Linked DNA regions of Sus scrofa: region 2 is linked to region 1. The links are chromatin contacts, called in public Hi-C maps. All regions are on one chromosome and are shown on one strand. Each heading gives the region's core, a stretch centred on a gene start, on an enhancer-like site or on the middle of the called end of the contact. The rest is flanking DNA. Distances are from core to core; before and after follow the strand shown.

Evidence for each region. A called contact is a pair of places that touch in the nucleus more often than the background predicts.
Region 2: a Hi-C map of heart right ventricle shows a contact between it and region 1, with 2.2 times the contacts expected there. The contact joins two enhancer-like sites. A contact is called at or near these places in 2 of 47 Hi-C or Micro-C datasets (fetal heart ventricle and heart right ventricle).

The regions. Positions count from the first base shown.
Region 1 is chr6:99,486,983-99,493,705 of Sscrofa11.1, forward strand. All of the region lies in intron 21 of PTPRM (receptor-type tyrosine-protein phosphatase mu), which reads right to left. Among named protein-coding and RNA genes, the nearest start is that of RAB12, 250 kb to the left of the region's middle. Within about 2 kb of position 2,804, at least 18 of the 83 cell types and tissues checked have an H3K27ac peak or open chromatin away from gene starts, as enhancers often do.
Region 2 is chr6:99,697,535-99,704,546 of Sscrofa11.1, forward strand. The region is part of intron 7 of PTPRM (receptor-type tyrosine-protein phosphatase mu); the gene reads right to left. Among named protein-coding and RNA genes, the nearest start is that of PTPRM, 390 kb to the right of the region's middle. Within about 2 kb of position 4,092, at least 1 of the 83 cell types and tissues checked has an H3K27ac peak or open chromatin away from gene starts, as enhancers often do.

The sequences.
Region 1 (6,723 bases), core at 1,554-4,053:
CCCTCTATATTATCATTGCCTGTGATAAGACTGTGGACAGACGGTCTCTCTGACTGGGAGATTGGGGGTGGGGACGCCTCAGGAGGAGGTAACACCTGCATTGGGTCTGAAGGGATCTGGCAGGTGATGGAGGAGCTGCGAGTCACTCCGGACAGAATCCATGACCAGAAGGGGCCTAGCGAGAGCAAGGTGCTTAGGTGCTTAGGTGTTTAGGTGTGAGATGGTGAGTAACCCAGAGGAGCTGGGCCCTGAGGCTCAGGGAGGGAGGCAGCTGCAGCTACGACTGAAGCCTGGAGCAAGGCTGGGGCCACATCCTGGACACCGAGTGGCTCTGCTCAGGGGGTTCCTATCATCGCAAAGATTCCAGAGCGGGTTTCTTTTGGTGTTAAATGGGCTAACATCTAGGTTTCACAAAGAAAGGTGGATGCAGAGTGGAGGACAGATTTGAAAGGGGAGATTAAATGATGAGCTAGGGGCTGTTTCCAGGGTGTGGGCAGGAGATGCGGGTGGCTAGTGGGCTCGGGAGGGAGGGGCGGAACTGGAAAGGCGAGTGGGGAGGTAGGCAGGGCTGGCGCTGCTGACTGGAGGGGAGGGTGAGGGCGGGCAAGGTGACACTGTCAAAGCCGGATGGGCCGAGGTAGTGGGGAATGACAGCATCCAGCTGACGCCAGGCATGCCAGAAGGTGGCAGGTGCTGGGGCACAGGCACCCTGGCAGTCCCCTCTGGGCCCCGTCCTGAGGCTAACGCCATCTGACACTAAAAGCATGTCAACAAGTGGGGACGGTGCCTGACTCCTCCAGGGGACATAAAGAAAATTCTAATGACCCCTTCAACATGGAAACCAGAGGGCCGACAAACGGACTTCACACAAACTAGAAAAGGTCTTCCACCACGAATCTCAGAAGGAGGATGGAAAATTGTGGGAAATAGTTTTTCACCAAATTTTCTGAAGTTTTCTGAGTCCATGATCTTATCAGGGGTGGGGCAAAAGGAGACTGGATTTAAAAAAAAAAATCGGCTAACACTTACGAGGCCTTGAAAGCAAGCACGATGACACGGCGCATTCAACGAATAACACAGGCACTTTTATATTCGCAGGTTAGAAAAAAATCTACCAAGTATTCGTAGTAAAATCAACTGTCTCTGTTGCGTTATTTAAAAATCTGCAGAAATTTTCATCTACTGACAAAGTATTCATAAACAGGTTCACTTGATTTGCCCCAAACAGCGAGAAGCAGCCTCAAAATTCCAGTTAGAATTTTTATCATTTTCTTATGGACCTGGCTCAGCATCACCATAATAATTAAAAGAAAAAAAAAAAAACATGTCAAAACTCACTTGGCTGCTGCAGCCATTGCAGGCGCAGCTGTTGCGATTCTTAATGTATTTGCAGCGCTCGCCAAGGCTCCCCAAACTCCCCATCCTTGGCTTTCAATGGTTTTGTTTTGTTTGTTTTGTATCCTGTGGGACAGAAAATAACCTGCATTGATTGTGGCGATTGATGGACTCAGCTGGTGCCTCAGAATATGAAAAGGGAGTGGAAAAGCACATCTGAAAAGTGTGTGGGCTGGAGGTGAGCCGAGGGGGCGCCTCCACTGTGGACCACGCACAAGCACAGCCCAGCTGGGTCACAATGGTTCCAGCAGGTACAGAACACAAAGCACCTCTTGTTCCACCTGCGCCCCCGTCTCTGTTCTCAAAACCAAGCAAGGGGGCCGCTGGGCCCAGTCCTTAGAACTTTTCTAGACATACCTGTACCTGCAATTCCCTCTCTGCCCACTAGCCCCCCACCGGGCAGAAGCCAGCACGGACACCCTCCTGCCCATGCTGCAGCCTGCTCACCTGAGGATGCTGGCCTGTCTTCCCAGCTGATGGCCTTTCTGACTAAGAGCCTTTCAACAGGAATGAGAACTGCAGCCTCCGTGGGGAGGAGGTGGTTTTCAGGGAGTGGTTTTCTCTTTCCAGTTTTCACTGATTTTGGAGGTCAAGTGAGACATTTTAATAACAATACCGTCTTGGCTTGCCACACATTGTCAAATACAGACAAAGGCATCAAATAGAACACTGGGCTTCTGTTTACCAAAATTGGCTGTTTTACTTAGAAAACAGAGGGAAAGATGAGAGGGGGAAATATACAATCCACATATTTTAAAAAGATCTCCAACGAGCTACATTTTTTTTGTTTTTCGTTTTTTTAAAATCCAGGTTCCTTGGAAAAACGCTTAAGTTATACTTAAGCCTGAAGATTCTAGCATAAAGTCTCCAATCCTCAAGTTTAAATTGAGCACAAAAACAATCTCCACACTCAATTATAAAATTAATCACGTGTGTTCATGTCCTAGAGAAACACACAGGAGAAAAGCAGGTGCGGTCAGGGTAGCGCTTTTCTAAATACCTTTAGGTATGTATGTACACACACATGTATTTTTTGAAGAGGAGCGGCCAGGAATTACTTAGCTTTATACAGTTCGGCTCTCATGACTGGAAGATAAATGTTTGTGCTCCCGAACGACATTGATTATTGGCTAATGAAATAGTACCACCTGTGTTTTCCAGGAGGCACTTGGTGGACGTGGTTTTAAATTGCTGTCCTTCCTTGATCTTAATTTTACAATGAGGGCAACATACTTCCTCTCAGAAGGACACAACCATTTTCCTGCAGAAGGTCAACGTTTCTCTGCTTGGATCCCAAAGACACTTGGGATCAGTCCAAAAACTGAGGACTAAAGAAGGCCCTCTGGGGACGCCAGAGGGGCAGGAATTGGCTCTCCAACTCTGCAGGGCCGCCTGTGAGGCTAGGACGCCCTCTGTCCCACTCAGCAGCTGGGAGCAGTTTGCAGCTGTAATGCTGCCAGGTCCAGGGCGGGGCCTCCTGGCTCGCAGCTGAGCTGGAGAATTTTCCTTTTCATTCCAGGTGATAAAGGCAGGGGTGGATGGCTCAACCCCGCCTCCCTGAGTACAACCCTCTCCTTTCTCAGTCCTGGTAAATCACTGATCTTGCTCAGGGGGTTGGCTCTCCATGTGGGAGAGAGACTGGCTCCCTTTTGGTAGCAACGTGAGCAAACCGGCCCTTCCACTGGGTTCGTTGTTCTCCCGAGAGTCTCCATCCGTTCTCTGCTGACAACTTGCCATTTTCTGTTCAGTTCCGCCTGTTTACTTTTTTATTGTGAGTCATGTCTGAGTTGCTTTTGAATCAAATTATTGCATTTCCCTGATGAGAGGTGCCATATGACCATCTTGTTAGAATAAAATCAAATAAGAGATCTGCACTCAGCACTGCTCTCTTATCCCACCCCGTCTCCCCTCTGGTTTGGATGCACTTCTGTTGGCTCCTTGAGTGGTAATGAACCTTTCCAGGGCTCAGGCCAGTTTTAAGACATCGCTGTCTTGGAAAAGATGAAGATGGATTGGTTGAAACAGTGCCAACAGAGAGAAGCTCACTCTTTCAAAACTACTTTACAGTCTAAATGGCTGATGTTTCCTGATGTCCATGGATTGAAAAAAAGCCAGAAAGGCCGATGGGGCAGTTATGCTGAGGTCTCTACGGCAACCTGAGGCTTTCTTGGCATTTCATCCCCAGGGAGGCGTCAGTGTCAAGGTGGTTCATTGCTTCGCCAAGTCTCAGAGCCAAGCATTGCTCTGTACTTTTTAAAAGAGGCTAGAGGGATGCAGTTTCTATTACACTTTTTCAGTAAATACATTTTTCCTCTTCCTTTTATTTATTTTTTTTGGGGGGGGCTGTTGTCTATTATTGTTAAAGCAGTTCCTGTGTGCCTTGTACAACAGCATTTAAAAATTAAGCTGTTTAGAGTTCCCGTTGTGGCTCAGTGGGTTAAGGACCCAACGTAGTATCTGTGAGGATATGGGTTTGATCCCTGGCCTCGATCTGTGGGTTAAGGATCTGGTGTTGCTGTAAGTTGCAGCAAAGGTTGCAGATGTGGCTCAGATCTGAGTTGCTGTGGCGGTGGTATAGATTGATTCGACCAGCTGAAGCTTTGATTCAACACGTGGTGTGGGAACTTCCATATACCGCAGGTGAGGCTGTAAAAAGGAAAAAAAAAAAATTCAGCGATTTGTATGAAGAGATCTCCCTCCAAGTACGGAATCAGACGCATGTTACCAACATCCTTCTGCTCTTCCAACGGCAGCCGGAATGATGCCCCAGCTTCTCTGTGGGACACCGTGCCCTGTATGACAGAGCCCTGACTGCCGCATTCTCTTGCTTTCATGTCTACCCAGAATCCCACTCCTTTGCCGTCTCCTGGACACCTCCTACTCATCCTTCGAGGAAAAAGTCATCTTGCTCGTCTTTCCATCTTGCTCCAGGCCTTCAAAGTACTAATGCAAATCTGCCCTGAAGGGTTTTCTGGAGGCACTGCAACCACTCTGTGACCATGTCCCCTGCTGAGTGAGCCTTCTGTGGGCACGCAGTCTCCTCTGTGTCCCCAGCCCTCCGTCCCAAGCAGTGTCAGATTCATTCCAAGTGCTAGGTACTCTCCAGTAAACTAACGAGTACGACTTAAACCTTCCTCTAAATCTGACTTTGCAAAGACACTAATAGAACAACTGTTTTTTTAAAAAAATATTCTGTGGCCTATCGTTACATCATCTCTTAGGACTTTTCATAGAAATGAAAATACTATTTCAACAATAAAAGGTGACAGCATATATTTTAAAATATTAACTGAGTTTCATATACACAGTTAGTACGATTTGGTATAAGTATGTTCCAAGCACCACTGGGACATACTTATACTAACAAATCATTCACTGTTTATCTGAGGTTTAGGTTTAACTGAGCACACTATATTTTATTTGGTAAGCTATAAGAAAAAAAGAATAAGTTACAGGATGTAATGATCAGTACCAGCAGTACGGTAAATAATATCACAATAACTTTGGTGCATAATGTATAAACATATCAAGTCACCATGCTATACACCTGAAACTAATATAAGTCAACTATATGCCAATTTTTTAGAAAAAATATTTAACCTTTTTCTCAGTTCTCAAACTCTTTATCCACAGAATTAAACCTACCTATTTAAGTTTTTTTTTTTTTTTTTTTTTTTTTTTTTTTTTTTTTTTTGCTTTTTAGGGCTGCACCTGTGGCATATGGAAGTTCCCAGACTAGGGGTAGACTCAGAGCTGTAGCTTCCAGCCTACAGCACAGCCACAGCAACGAGAGATCCAAGCCATATCTGCGACCTACACCACAAGCTCTTGGCAACGTGGGATTCTCAATCCACTGAGGGATGCCAGGGATCAAACTCGCATCCTCATGGATAATAGTCAGGTTTGTTACCGCTGAGCCACAATAGGAACTCTGCTTAAGTTATTTTTTAATGATATATATGATACCTGGCGAGGGAATTGCCTAGCTCTATAGATGAAGCAAAAAATGTACTGAGCCTTTTCTATATAATGATGGGCTCCATCTACGCAGAGCACTGAATACAAGAGAGGCACTGAAATGGTCATTGACACAGCTTTCTTGTAAAGAACACTGTGTGAACACCTTCTTTTGAAGCCTATTATAAACTAGTACTTTCCTCCTTTACTAGCTCATGCTTCCATGAATGTCAGATTCAGTTCTAGCACGTCTGAGGCATTACATGAGCAAATCCTCACAATGCACTTATGAGGTTGATAACTACAGTCATCCCATTTTACAGATGGGGACACTGAAGCCCAGGATGTTAGACAGTCTGACCCAGGCTGAGCTGGAATGTCTGGCACCAGAACCCCTTCCCAAACCTCAGCCTCAGTATCTGATCCATGAAATTCCAACCACATTGGGCAGCCACACGGACCTGACGGTCCGTGTGGGTTTAAGAGAAGGATGCACATTCACTGCAAGATTCGAAGAGGTACGTTTGGTTAGAGTTCTAAAGTCAAGTGACCTTTAAAACACAACTGCATACGGATTTTCCAGATTCAACCAAGGATCCTGTGGGCACTGAAGCGAGGCAAGGATTTGGGCTGGAGGTGAGATACAGCCAGTGTCCTCGTCCCTCTGTGGCCACTCTATAGGTTTAGCTCCTGCCACCATTGCTCCTCTGGTCCCAATGACTGTGTCCCACCATGGTCCCACCGCCCACATCCCCACCCTGGCCCCCAGGGAATCAATGACCCAAAAATTACTGCGTGCTAGGATTATCCCTGTCAGATCTTTCCATCTCAGGTCTCTCCCAATAGCACCTTCCTATTTGTTTTATCTTTCTTCTCTCATATATGTTCTTTTATCATTTTTTTCCCTTCCTCCTCCCCCCCTTTTTTTTTTAAAGCCGATAATGGTTTTGGCCTTGAAAAGTTTTTACTCCCCCATGCCAGCTTCATTGAGATACAGTTGACATATAACACTGTAACTTTAAGCTATAACGTGATGGCTTAGGATACCCCTATATGTTACTTTTAAACAGTCCCCCTGACCTGCTGAATAGTGAGCATGAGCCAAAGAGTTCTTTAAAATGTAATTAATGACATTTTATTTCAGAGTATAACAACTCAATGAATCACCAATTATAACATGCTTAAATGGAGTATAAAGAGTTTCAGTTTGTACTTACACATCATATTTCTTCAGGAGATTTGAATAGGAACTAATTTCCTGCATATTTTCACACTTGCGCTATCTATGGTGTGTTATTGGAAGTCCTAAGGTTGGTATTTGAAAATAGTCCATGAAAAACTGGACTCAGGTTATTTTATGAATTGTTATTT
Region 2 (7,012 bases), core at 2,842-5,341, 210 kb after region 1:
CCCATCAGCTATCAGAGTCCTTCTTCTCTCTTCTCTCCTTGTCTACTCATCCATCCCCTCCATCACTTATTTCTTTTCCTGGTGAAAGCATTTCAGGACCATCTCAAGTTTAGCTCCCATTGTGGCTCACTGGTAATGAACCTGACTAGTATCCATGAAGACGTGGATTCGATCCCTGGCCCCCTCAGTGGGTTAAGGATCCAGTGTTGCCATGAGCTGTGGTGTAGGTCGCAGACTCGGCTTGGATCCATGGTGCTGTGGCTGTGGTGCATAGGCCAGCAGCTGTAGCTCTGATTCAGCCCCTAGCCTGGGAACTTCATGTGCTGTGGGTGCGGTCCCCAAATAAAACAAAAACAAAAACAAAAATCCATTTTGGTGTTTACACACACAGAGCATCCCAGCTAACAAGCTATGCTTCTCAGAAGACATTTCAGGCACTGTCTCTTGTTACTGGATGATACCCTGAGGACTAATCTACCTCAGGAGCTTCCTAACTCCAGGATTCATTCCCAGGTTAATTCTGGTAAATTCAAATGGTCTTATCGCTAGGTACCTAAAAGTTGTAGGGCTTTTATTTCGGGGTGGAGAGAGGAGGGGAAGTGGCATTTTCTATTATCATTCCAATTCAAAGGCTTTAAAATGATAAATGCTCAATTCCATACTTATCCCAAAAATAATTAGTAGTAATCCTCTTTCAAAATTTAGCAGCATCTGTATAGAGATCTTTTTTTTTCCCCCTACACTTAAGTATTTAAGCATTCTTGTCATCAGATCCACGGAAAAGTCTTGCTCGAAATTAATCCAATGACTCTTATACCAAGCCAAGTAAGGTAGCTTGTCAATTGCAATGGTTAGATGGCCAAAGACTCAGTCCCTGTGTGTTAGTCAAAGGGTGGGCACATTTCTCTGTTGAATTTGAAGCTGTGCTTCATATTTTGAATTGACTATAAACAGCTTTAAATGAGAAGATGACTTCATTTAATACCAAAAATCCCCAAGAAGTTTGAGAAGCATATTTATTTTCAGTCATTTTTAAAATAAAATGGGATAGATATCGCTTACACATGGAATCTAAAATATGGCACAAATGAGCTCACCTACAAAACAGAAACAGACTCACAGACATAGAGAAGAGACCTGTGGTTGCCAAGGGGGAGAGGGATGGACTGGGGGTCTGGGGTAAGATGATGCAAACTATTCCACTTAGAATGAATAAACAACAAGGTCCTACTGTGCAGCACAGGGAATTATATCCAATCTCCCGGGGGAGACCGTGATGGGAAAAGAATATAAAAAAAGAATGTACATATATGTGTAACTGAGTCACTCTGCCATGCAGCAGAAACTGGCACAACCATGGTAAATCAATTATACTTTAATTAAAAATCTGAAAATAAAATGGTATTTAAAACCTAACTATGGAACTACTCTGTGCAACCACTGTTCATTTGTCTTAAACCCATTCCTTCTAGGGGGACTTCATGCTGGGCAGGGACTGTAGCCCCTGGATTTGTTGTCATGTAGAGACGTGGTGACCTTTCTTGCTATGACTGAGTCAGTGGTGGGTGGCTCACTAGGCTACTGGCAAAAATATGGATTCCCTGGAAAGGACAATTTCTTTTATTTACTTATTTATTTCATTTTTTATTTATTGCCGCACTTGTGGCATCCCAAAGTTCCTGGGCCAGGGATCGAACCCACACCACAGCAATGACAACGCCAGATCCTTAACCTGCTGGCGCCACAAGGGAAGACAGAAAAGGACAATTTCTGAAATTCAATAAGCTGCCCAAGAATGAGTTTTGTTCATGAACCAAACAATGCTCTCAAACATCTAAAGTGAGGGGCAGGGCCCAGCATGTGATCTATCCTAGAGAATGTCCCCCGTGCACTTGAGAAGAACAATGTGTATTCTGCTATTTTTGGATGGAATCATCTATAAATATCAATTAAGTCCATAAAAAAATAAAGTGAGGGGCGGGGATAAGTTAAGTCTTTTCTCTGAGGCAACAGGGAACTCCTGGAGCATGAAAAATTAATTCTGTAATTGACAAATTCCTCTGGATTTATGGCAATAAATTATTAGAAATGCAAGGGAAAGTACAAACTTTATAAAGGACAAATCTCATTTGTTTTCCACCACAAAGTTGTGACACTAAGTACAGACTTATTTTGGTGTATTTGTTGTGTATGTATATAAGTGTGTGTGCGCATATAATCTCTCAATTCATATATATGTACATATATATACATATATATGTAGTCCTTGTTTTTTCCTAAATTAGACCTATCTACATATTTTCAAACAATGCAATTTCCCTTGTATTTAGATATATTTTATGCGTTACTCTTTCATCTAATACACACTTTTACATCATTTAGCATAAACAACTGAAGCATCATGTATCCATAAAAGGCAATTATCTTAACAGTTCTAATTATCCTGTAACACTTGCACTTTTTCTCTTAACTGTGTGGGTATACAAATGGTTGCTTTCTTCAAAAAAGAAAAAAAATATGTAGACAGAAGAGATGTTCTTTTTAACAATTCACTAATCCAGGAGAATATCACTTCTTCAAAAACAAAAAAATCTTTGAAATGACAAAATATGAAAAGTAAAATTTCCCGTCAAAAGACTGCCTGATTACCATAAACAACTGAATATGTAGCTTAAAACAGGCTTTCTAAATTAAAACACACACACACACGCATGTAAGCTGAAGTATTAATTATGACAATATTTCTAAAAGTTTGATTATCTAAATTCCTGATGATAGGTAATTAAAAAAAAATTGGCCCAATATTAATTTGTTCTATTCCAGCAGTCTGGAAAGGAATTTCCCAATATCTTCAAAATGTAATTAAATCATCTACATTGGAAATAAAACCTCATTTTTTTTTTTTTTTGGTCTTTCTGCCATTTCTAGGGCTGCTCCTGTGGCATATGGAGGTTCCCAGGCTAGGGGTCTAATTGGAGCAGTAGTCGCCGGCCTACACCACAGCCACGTGGGATCTGAGCCATGTCTGCGACCTACACCACAGTTCACCGAAAGGCCGGATCCTTAACCCACTGAGCAAGGCCACGGATCGAACCCTCAACTTCATGGTTCCTAGTCGGATTCATTAACCACTGAGCCATGACAGGAACTCCTAAAACTTCATTTTTATAATACTGTCCCTGTTAAAGAAGAAGAAAAGCTTGAATGATACTAACATCTTAGTTTTTTTTTTTTTTTTTTTCATTTTCACTGAAATTTGTTTATGACGAAGTCTTGAATTTCGAGATGGTGTGTTTAGATATAATTGTCACTAATGGATGTAAAAGAACTCTGCACTTAAAGCATATATTCACACTTTTCTCTTGAAAGGCCTAAGTTTTTAACGCTAAGGAGGATCATCTCTATAAATAGAGTGATAGAACTCCTACGGTTGGATGTTTTTGAAACTACAGAAAACCTTTCAGAAGCCCCAGTGGATTTCCTCCCCTAAGGAACATGAGGCCCTTTCCACCGTCTCTACCACCATCTCTGCAGGCGCGGGCCTTGCTCTATCAGAGGTTAATTAAGGGCGGTGAGTCAGGAACTGGATCTTCTAAACTCAAAGAGATTGACGTCTAGGACTCCGGCTGCTACAAAGGAAAAAAATTCGCTTATTGAACACTATTTTTTTTGTGCTGCTTTCTGAATGTATTCATACTCTTGAACACTGAGCCGGTCCTTACATGGGTACACGGAGAACAGTGCTGCCATCACCATGAGTATTTGCCCACGGAGCCTGGCCTCCCTTCTGCTGGACAGAGACCTGCACCTGCTGGGAGGGGCCCCGGCTGATGAAGGACTTTTGCCGCCACCCCACCAAGGCTGGACCCTCCCTCCCCAGGGAGCCCCCGGAGGCAGCCGCCACGCACCCTTGAGCGGTCAGGTTCTTTTCTGTGTTTACACGCTCTGAGTAAAACAAAAACCCACTTTATTTGAGAGACACGCCAGTCAAGGAATTGATGCCCTCTGTCAACAGAAAGCATTTCCAGATATGACAGAGGTGCTCAGGCCAAGAACAAAGATAGTGTCATTGGAAGCGGGTGGAAGGTCACAGGGACTCCTGGAAGCAGCAAAGCAACCATTTCAGAGAATTTCTCTAGACTCTCTGCTGTAGAAACGGATACCCTCCAGGGTTTCAGGAAACCAAACAGAAAAAGCATTTCTAAAATAACCCTTGAAATAAAAGCGGATGAACCATTTCCCAGAGTTGGATGGAATCGATAAAGAAAACTTTGTATCTAGAAAAAAAAAAAAAAAAAAACAACGACCAGAGGTCTAATTACCGCTCTGAAAGAGGTGAGAATTCACTATTGTACCTCGGGCAGCTCGCGTCAGCGTTACTTCAGGGCCACCTCTCCTTGCCCAGGGCAACGGTGACCGCACAGACCCATCCACCAGAGTTTCCAGAAGTATAGAAAAGGAAACCACGGCAACAGCAAGCCCTGATTTTCTTCTCCAAGAGAGGGAAAGTGAAATACGAGGGGAAAAAAATCCATGTCATTTAATTTGGTCATTTTAAGTCAAGTGCTAATAAATGTATATTTCTTCTCTGAATGGTGAAGGGGGTTACCCAACAGTTAACATGCAGTCATTAGTTGTTACCAACAGGGTATGCGGCTCTTGATCATCCTGCTGAATTCCTCAGCACCCCAAACCCTGCACATCACCTCTAACAACATTTACTAACAGCTCAAGGAGGCCTCTGCATTTGAAAGTTAAGGTGGAAAGACCAGAGTAGGACATTGTCAAAACGTTCCATATGTAGGCAAAAGTCCCCTCCAGGCTACACTCGTTTGCGTTGGGCAAAGACTGACTTGGCACAAAGAAATGGTGGCAGAACTCACTGGAAATGACCAAACCTTTAAATGAGTCAAAATGGGTTAAAAGAAACTTAATGGAATGAAGAAAAATCATAGCAGAGGTTTCTGGGTGTTTGTTTGTTTCCTGGTACTAAAGGCTACAGATGGTTGGTCGTGAAGAATTGCATAGCAGGAAACATCCCAGTCAGTCTCACTCTCCCAAGCAAGGTCACCTGCCTTCTCTCCCCCTGCCAGGGGGCAGCCAGGTCCAGGGGTTTGGGCACTGATACATCAGCTGGGGTTTTGCACCGCCAACACTCGTCTCCCATCTGCCTTCCTGCCAGAACTGTACATACCCTGGCTCTCCTTGTACAGTTTCCGCCCAACCCAGACCCCCTACGCTACAGCCCCTGATATTCCCCTAGACCCTCTGGAGAACCTGCTCTGTTGGAAGACACTCCATTTATTTCAATCTGGATTTTCCTAAATCCAGAGACTTTCCTCCTCCTCAAATCCTGGATTATCAGAAAGGATCTTGGGTTGGGCTCTTCTGTGCCTATTTTTTCCTTCATTAAAATTTTTTATTGAAATATCAGTTGATTCACAATGTTGTGTGAATTCAGGTGTACAACTGATTCAGTTACACATATGTAGTATTATATATAACACACACACACACACATATATTCTTTTCTTCCATTATAGATTATTACAAGATATTGAATTCCCTGTGCTATACAGTAGGTCCTCATTAGTTATCCATTTCATATATAGTACTGCGTATATTTTAATCTCTTGTGCCTCTTTGCCTCATATGGACTTTATTTATGTATGTATTTGCTTTTTTTTTTTTTGCTTTCTGGGCTGCACCCTCGGTTCCCAGGCTAGGGGTCAAATTGGAGCTACAGATGCCGGCCTATGTCACAGCCACAGCAACGCCAGATCCGAGCCACATCTGCAACCTACACCACAACTCACTGCAACGCCAAATCCTTAACCCACTGAGCAAGGCCAGGGATTGAACCCGAGTCATCATGGATGCTAGTCAGATTCATTTCCTCTGAGCCACGATGGGAACTCCTGACTTGTTTTTTTAACACCACTTAGTTCACATTCAGGATACTGTTGCCGAGTCACTTGGACGGGGTCCAAACATCTTCCCCATGAGGGTCACCTCTAGCACCCAGCTTTCCCCTGCCCTTCACCTCCTACAGTCTATGCCTTTGTGTCCTTATGAGCCACATTAAAGTCAATCTGGCTCAAAAAATGCCAAGCCTCTCCCTGCCTCTTCTTTTTGACTGTCAGGTCCAGAGATGTCTTTAGTCTCAAAGTATGAGATGCCCAACATCTCCAGTTCATATCCTACCCCCCACCCCCAACTCCACCTCTCCATCTTCAATGAGTCTGTTAAGTTCTCTGACCCTCAGTATGTGCCCAGCCTAGGGAGAATTGTAATGCAAGCATTTTCACATCTCCTTCTCAACCCCTGCTTTTTTCAATATGGTGAATCCTCTTTTGTGAGCTGAGTCTTCTGTAACAAAGAGAGTCTGGCTAGGCTCTGAGGCTGCTGACATCAAAACCAGGATGGCATGAAGTACCGGGACATACTTGAGAGGTCTGTGAGTTAATCACACCCATAGGAACAGAAATGTCTTAAGGGAAAATAGTAAGAGAGAACAGTGAAAAGAAGATGAACTCAGACAAGAAGGACGAATGCTTCTGTATTTAACCTGTGAGACAGGAGTCCCTGAAGGCTTCTGAGCAGGAACTGACTTCACAAAAGAGATTTTAGGAAAGTTATTTTGGCAGTGGTACCAAGAGAAAGGAGGACAGCAGGATGCATCTCAAACAATGAAGGGACCCTAAAAAGTCACTTAGTGCAGAATGTCCACCTTCATCTGCCTTATCCAATCTTACAGGCATCACTGATGCCAGAACATATTTCTAAAAATAGACTCTTCTAATTTCTTCGTTTATTTCAGGATGGAACAGATACTCTCTTACAAGAAATACCAGCCAATTCTCATCCGTATGCCTGATCTTAAGATTTAATTCCCAATTTTGTATTTTACTATGAAGTAGGAATGTCAAATAAGTTTACATTCAAACAGGTATCACCAATTAAAAAGTATAAAATCAGGAAAAGAAATTGGCAAACTAGTTTACCTCTCTCA